2 separate regions of the Mus musculus genome follow, and region 2 is linked to region 1. A link is a contact called in public promoter capture Hi-C data. All regions are on one chromosome and are shown on one strand. Each heading gives the region's core, a stretch centred on a gene start, on an enhancer-like site or on the middle of the called end of the contact. The rest is flanking DNA. Distances are from core to core; before and after follow the strand shown. Region 1 has its middle 180 kb from the start of Gm26178. Region 2 has its middle 9.6 kb from the start of Gm35627.

What was found. Promoter capture Hi-C pulls out the DNA fragments that hold promoters and counts their contacts.
Region 2: a contact with region 1 is called in a promoter capture Hi-C map of the 3T3-L1 cell line, with 4 times the contacts expected there. The contact joins two enhancer-like sites. A contact is called at or near these places in 4 of 39 promoter capture datasets (the 3T3-L1 cell line, 3T3-L1-derived adipocytes, embryonic stem cells and 1 more) and 1 of 484 Hi-C or Micro-C datasets (cortical neurons).

What each region holds. Positions count from the first base shown.
Region 1 is chr15:57,058,518-57,061,553 of GRCm38.p6, forward strand. No RefSeq gene overlaps it. Among named protein-coding and RNA genes, the nearest start is that of Gm26178, 180 kb to the right of the region's middle. Within about 2 kb of position 1,469, at least 5 of the 459 cell types and tissues checked have an H3K27ac peak or open chromatin away from gene starts, as enhancers often do.
Region 2 is chr15:57,507,131-57,510,166 of GRCm38.p6, forward strand. No RefSeq gene overlaps it. Among named protein-coding and RNA genes, the nearest start is that of Gm35627, 9.6 kb to the right of the region's middle. Within about 2 kb of position 1,556, at least 17 of the 459 cell types and tissues checked have an H3K27ac peak or open chromatin away from gene starts, as enhancers often do.

The DNA of each region.
Region 1 (3,036 bases), core at 219-2,718:
TCACACTTATCTTTATTAATGTGAAACCTTCTAAAATTTTTATATGGCCTGAGATCATTATTTAAAATATCCCAAATTCCAAGTATCTATCAAACCATATCAGTGATCACATGTCCTATATACAGATCTTTTTTATCTTATCCCCACAAGACAGGCCTTTTTTACCAGTATCTTCTAAATTTTTCTCACACATTTTCTTTGCATATTACTCAACATAGGACAGAGATCCCAAGACAGAGGCTCTGAAATGGAGATTTGGATAGGGGAACTTTAGTGAGTAGGCTGCCCACAAGTCAACAGCTCTGGGAAAAACAATGAAAGCAGAGCTCAGCAAAGGGAAACTTTGGTCGCAATGTTGCTTCTCCATGACCACAGAAAAAGCACACAGAGAGCTCAGACATTTTGATGGCCTTTACTATGCTGAATGTTGCAAGTGCGACTGTGCCTTTGCTCTGTTCCTATGTCCATTAATTCCTGGATATAGGAACTGGGGTTAGGGTCTTTTCTTTAGTGAGTCAACATAGAGATGAGGAATGATCCTGTGAACATCTGCTGTCAACACTACAAGAATCTGGAAGATGAATGCTTCTGACTTCACAGCCAGGAGCAGAAATAAGAGTAGAAATGAAGGTGTCCAGTATATCAGCTTGTGTAGACTTCAGCATACTATGCCTTTTAGGTCACACCCTACATACCAGAAACTAGAAATCATGTTTTAAATGGTTATTGAATTCCTCATGGCCATTACTTCACATATGAGAATCAATTAGCAATTTAACCTATTGAATTTATTTCATGTTCTTTTACAAAATTTCCCCATAGAGATACATTAATGAGGTTTTACATAATGGCAATCTCTGTTTTCTATAGGAAAAAATGAGAAATACCTTGATAATTATATTTGGTCCCTGATACAATTAATTTAGAAGCTGAAATGAAGAAACCCAGTCCCAGGGCATTCATGGCAATTGTCAAAAAATAAATAAAACAATATACTCAATTAACCCCATATCACTCAGAGGATAATAGCTTGTCTAAACTTCAATCACCTTGCCCCCTTAAACCTGCTTTGAAATCTCTGCTTCTGGTTCTTTCAGAGGCATCTCTATTTGCTATGTCTCTAGACTTCTTTCTGGCAAATAGTGACAATCAAGAATAAGACCTTTAAACTGAGATTTAAAACAGCTTGGGCTAACTGCCCAGAGCTCCTGGTGTGGGGGAAAACTGAATCATCTTCCAAGAATTCTATTAACAACTACTATGAGAAAGATGTCCTGAGATACAATTTGTAAAATCATTTTCAGGGGGCTTGTGACAGTCATCAAATCAAGCGAAATCATAAAGAAGACATATAAAACAAAGATTCCTTGAACTCTCACTTGCATGACCACATGTTTTATATTGTCCCACACCCTAAATCTTAGCTTTAGCCTGGAAAGTCATATGTGATGAAGCCTATTTCCAGGAAAACTTGGCAAACACCCTGCTCCCTGGGCAAGATGTGTATGTAAATCTGTTATGTTGCACAGATGTGGCCTCTTAGAAGGGATTCCCCTTCACTTCCAGGTTTAAGGATCCCAGAAGACTGTCACAGAAAGAGGGCCTGGTTTTAACATCTGCAAAATTGAATCTAAGTTTTATAGCTTACCTTCATTTCCTTTGGATTTTTGATGAATGAGAAAGCACACACAAAACCATGCACACACACACACACACACACACACACACACAAACACACACACGTCCAGGCTTTACTCCATTCATCTTGGTTGCCTACCATAAAATAATGGTTTGACCCTAATGTTGAAGGTAACACACAGTTTGGTTGTGTAACAGAGGTAAGTCAACCTCAAGTGACTGGTATCTTCTACGTTGCCATCAAGATTTCATAGTGACTGCAGATACTATGCAAGTCGAAAGGCTTCAGTGGTATTGCCCAGTGTTGGCGCTTGCATACTTTTTAAAATATTTTTTATTACGTATTTTCCTCAATTACATTTCCAATGCTATCCCATAAGTCCCCCATACCCTACCCCCACCCCACTTCCCTACCCACCCATTCCCATATTTTTGGCCCTGGCATTCCCCTGTACTGGGGCATATAAAGTTTGCGTGTCCAATGGGCCTCTCTTTCCAGTGATGGCCAACTAGGCCATCTTTTGATACATATGCAGCTAGAGTCAAGAGCTCCGAGGTACTGGTAAAATTCCACCAGAGAACTCCTAAACCTGATAACCAGCTTCGGTGAAGTAGCTGGATATAAAATTAACTCAAACAAGTAAATGGTGCTTGCATATTATATTGACTTAGCAAGAAAACCCTCCTACTTCTCCCCTGTAGTCAAGTTTTTAGAAATTGTCCATCTGATTTTCATTAATGCTAAAACATTTTGTTTGTTTGCAATGTTACACAAATGAAATATCATGAACTTTTGTGTCTGTTTTTTTATGTCTATTTAGTTATTGTTTTGATTTTAGATTATTTTGCATATATTTTTATATTGGTTACTTTTTAACAGGCATTCATTTATTCATCTGTCCTGTATGATATCTGTGTAGTAAGTTTGATTAATGATGGGAGACTTCCGAACTATTTTACTCCTGGGTGATTATTAATAAGCACCCTTGCATATTCCTATGTGTGACTTTTAGTGAGCATGCACATATTCCAGCATAATTTACCACAGACTGAAACTTTCACGTCCCTGAGAGTGAGCACTAGCAATTTACTTGGTGTGACCACACAGCTTTCACAGCCGCTGTAATAACTTGTAGTCACACTAGCATTGCACGAGGGAGTCCATTACTTCTTCTCTAACACTTAATGCTGTCAGGCAAAAATAATTTGAGGTCTTTTTATAATTGAGGGTAGTAACTTGGCATGATGTTAATTAGCATTTCACTAATGATAAATATTGTCAACACCTTTTCTTATGCTTTTTTGGGCTTACTGAGATCTTTTGACACTTGTATAAGCTATGCTTCTTATATTTGCATAATTAATCTATAGAAAGTATTTTATATACTAGATACAAGT
Region 2 (3,036 bases), core at 306-2,805, 450 kb after region 1:
GTAGCCCCCCCCCCCCCCCCCGCCGACATCTACCACAACACGCCAACAGAACTTATTGCCAGTTCTAACAGCCATAAATGCCCTGACGTTGCTAACTGCTCTTTCCAAAGCAAAACTACTGGAGAGCTATATGCTCTAATGCAAGTTTCACATCATGAGATGATTGCTATTGCCAGCTCTAACTTATAGAGGAAGAAACTGAGGCATTGGGGAGGAACACAAGGAGCCCAAGTTCATTGGGTTTGTAAGCAGACCATTAGGAAACTTCCATAGACCTGGGTGTCGTGGCATAAGGCTGTAATCCTGACACTCAGAAAGCTAAGGCAAGAGGATCTCGAGTTCAAAGGTCAAGGTTGGAGAGATGGCTGATGGATAAAGCAATTGCCATGCAAGCTTGAGAATCAGAGTTCTGATTTCTAAAACCCACATAAAATCAGGGCAGACATAACCTGCTGTAAACCAGGGAGTTGGCAAGCAGAAATGGGATCCTAGCGTATGCTGGCTAGTCAGGCCAGTCAGAACCATTAAGTTCTGGTTCGATGGGAGACCCTGCCTCAATAAATAAAATGAATAGCTATGGAGAAAGACAGCTGACATCAACTTCGAGGACCCCATATGCACATAGCTATACATTTGTATACATGTGTAACCTCATACTCCTGTGTACTCACACATATGAAGACATACATTCACATGCAAAAATCAGCTCTAACATCGTCACCTCGCAATTCTTCCTATTTATGAAACAACTCCTTTGAATACATGTGGTGACAACTCCTATTTATCAATTGCGTATGCCCTAAATTGATGATAATCTTTGCCCTTTGTTCTCACTGTTGCCCTTGGTTATATCAGCATCATGGATCACCATGTCTCAGGTCAAGTTAGGGCTACTCTCCCCTCCAGATACCTCACAAATCTCCATGCACTGTGGTACTATGATCATCAGAGAGGTTTAATCACACGGAAGCTTGGGGCATCATCAAGTGCATAAGAAGCCTACCATGAATGATAACCAACATCGTCACTTCCAATTTAGACATCAGGAACAGTTATCCAAATCTCTGCCTTTGCCATTCTCCCTAAAGGCTCAATGATTAACCCTGACTGTCAATCCAGAGGTATGTCTGTAAGCATGCTTCCAGAAAGATTTAACTGAAATCTAAAGACCCATTCTGAGTGTGGGTGGCATCATGGGCTAAGGTCTGAGACCAAATGAAAATGGAAAAGAGAAGTGACCAGCTGAGCCTCATCACCCACCTCTCTATTTCATCACTTCAGATGCAATGTCACTCACTAGTCACCCGGGCTCCTTGTACTATGCCTTCTGCACTGTGACGGACCTTGCCCTAAAACTGTAGGCCAAAATATACTATTCTTTAAGATGGTTTGTAATGTATTTTCTCACAGCAAAGAGAGAAGTGACAAATCCATCAGCTTGAAAATCTGAAGAGGACACAAGTGACTGAAAAACAGAGTTTGGTCAAGCTAACCTGTGAGCCTGTCCAGAGACCATGAACCAAAACAACACTACTAGAGCTTGTATTGCTGCCTCTCCGTTGTGCTTTGGTGCCCTCTGCTGGCCTTGAAATTCACTGCTAGAAAGTAGTGTATATAAGCAGGCAGTAAAATTGCCCTACAATTACATCCATCCAGACCCAGGTGTGTGTGTGTGTGTGTGTGTGTGTGTGTGTGTGTGTGTGTGTGTGTGTGTGTGTGTGTACGCTGAAAGAAAAATCTTTCAGAAAGAATGCTTAAAATTAAGAATTTATTACTGAGACGCCCCGATGAGCTAGACTTTGTCTATGTGTTTCCTTGCTTAATACATTTATACTGGCAGGAAGCGTGTGGCTAAAAAGCAGTGGGGCTGCCAGACAGTGGAGGACCTGGAGGCCAGCAGAGGACAAGGACAGATCGCTGCACACATGTACACCGTTATGCACACTTATTCTGGTGTACTAAGAGATAGATAGATGGATTACTTCCGTTTTAGGCATATCCACATTCGGCATCTTTTAGGTTTTGCATTTCACATCTGAAAAGTGTTGGAGGATCTCCTGAGAGCAAAGGCACAGAGTCATGGCAGAAGATATCCATTAAGCTTCTCCTTCCCATAATTCATTTCGTCTGACAAGGTCTGTTTGCACCCTGTTTCATTAAGCCTGAGAAGCTGGGCGGCTGGTCCGGCAGCAACACGACCAGACCACTCGTTCTCCACCTCTGGCTCCACAGCAGGGCTTCGCCTCAGTGAGATGCAGGCACCAGGGCTAGCGTTCTGAATTCCCTGGCCGTGCCACGGACACCGTGGACACTGCTTCACACTGTCATCATCTGAGTGACCTTGCTGCTGCCTGAGAAGAGACCTCTGTCTTGGACGAGGAAGATGGTTGGGTGCTGAAGACAAAAACCACACTGGCTTTCCCGGGGCCATTCAGTTGCTCTGAATCCAGTGAAAACAAGCAGTTTGCCATCTGGTCATCGCCCTGGGGCTGAGGTGTCAATCCCCTGTCCTTCATCCTGCCCTTCTTAGAAAAACACAGGCCCTGGGTGGTCCAGATGGCTGCAGGCCTTTGCACAATGAACAGAGACCGGCTGATACACATGACTCCCTCTGCCCCAGGAAGTCCTCCCATACAAAAATACATTAGAGAGACGTTCCTCCTGAACGATTTGTTAGAGTCAACCACTTCTGGGAAGGGAAACTTGAAAGACCCTAGAAACTATACAAACCCCGCCCCCAGCTCCTGCAGATGAATGAGGTTGGCATGCCGACAACCTGTGGTACTTGTACGGCCCATTCATCCCATGGAGATCCTCAAAGTGTTTTCCCACCAGAAGAAAAGGAGAGCATTTCAATAATGAACTTTAATGAATCTCAAGCTGTTTCCTCCTTTCCCTTGTCACTTCTTACCCTCGACACAGTTGTCTGTAGAAACTCTCTTCTTGGGCTCAGTACAGTAACCAAGCTATCACCAGCTCACACCCAATGCACAGTGTCCAGCAGCCCGGGAGAAGGAAAATCCCATGGAAGAGTAC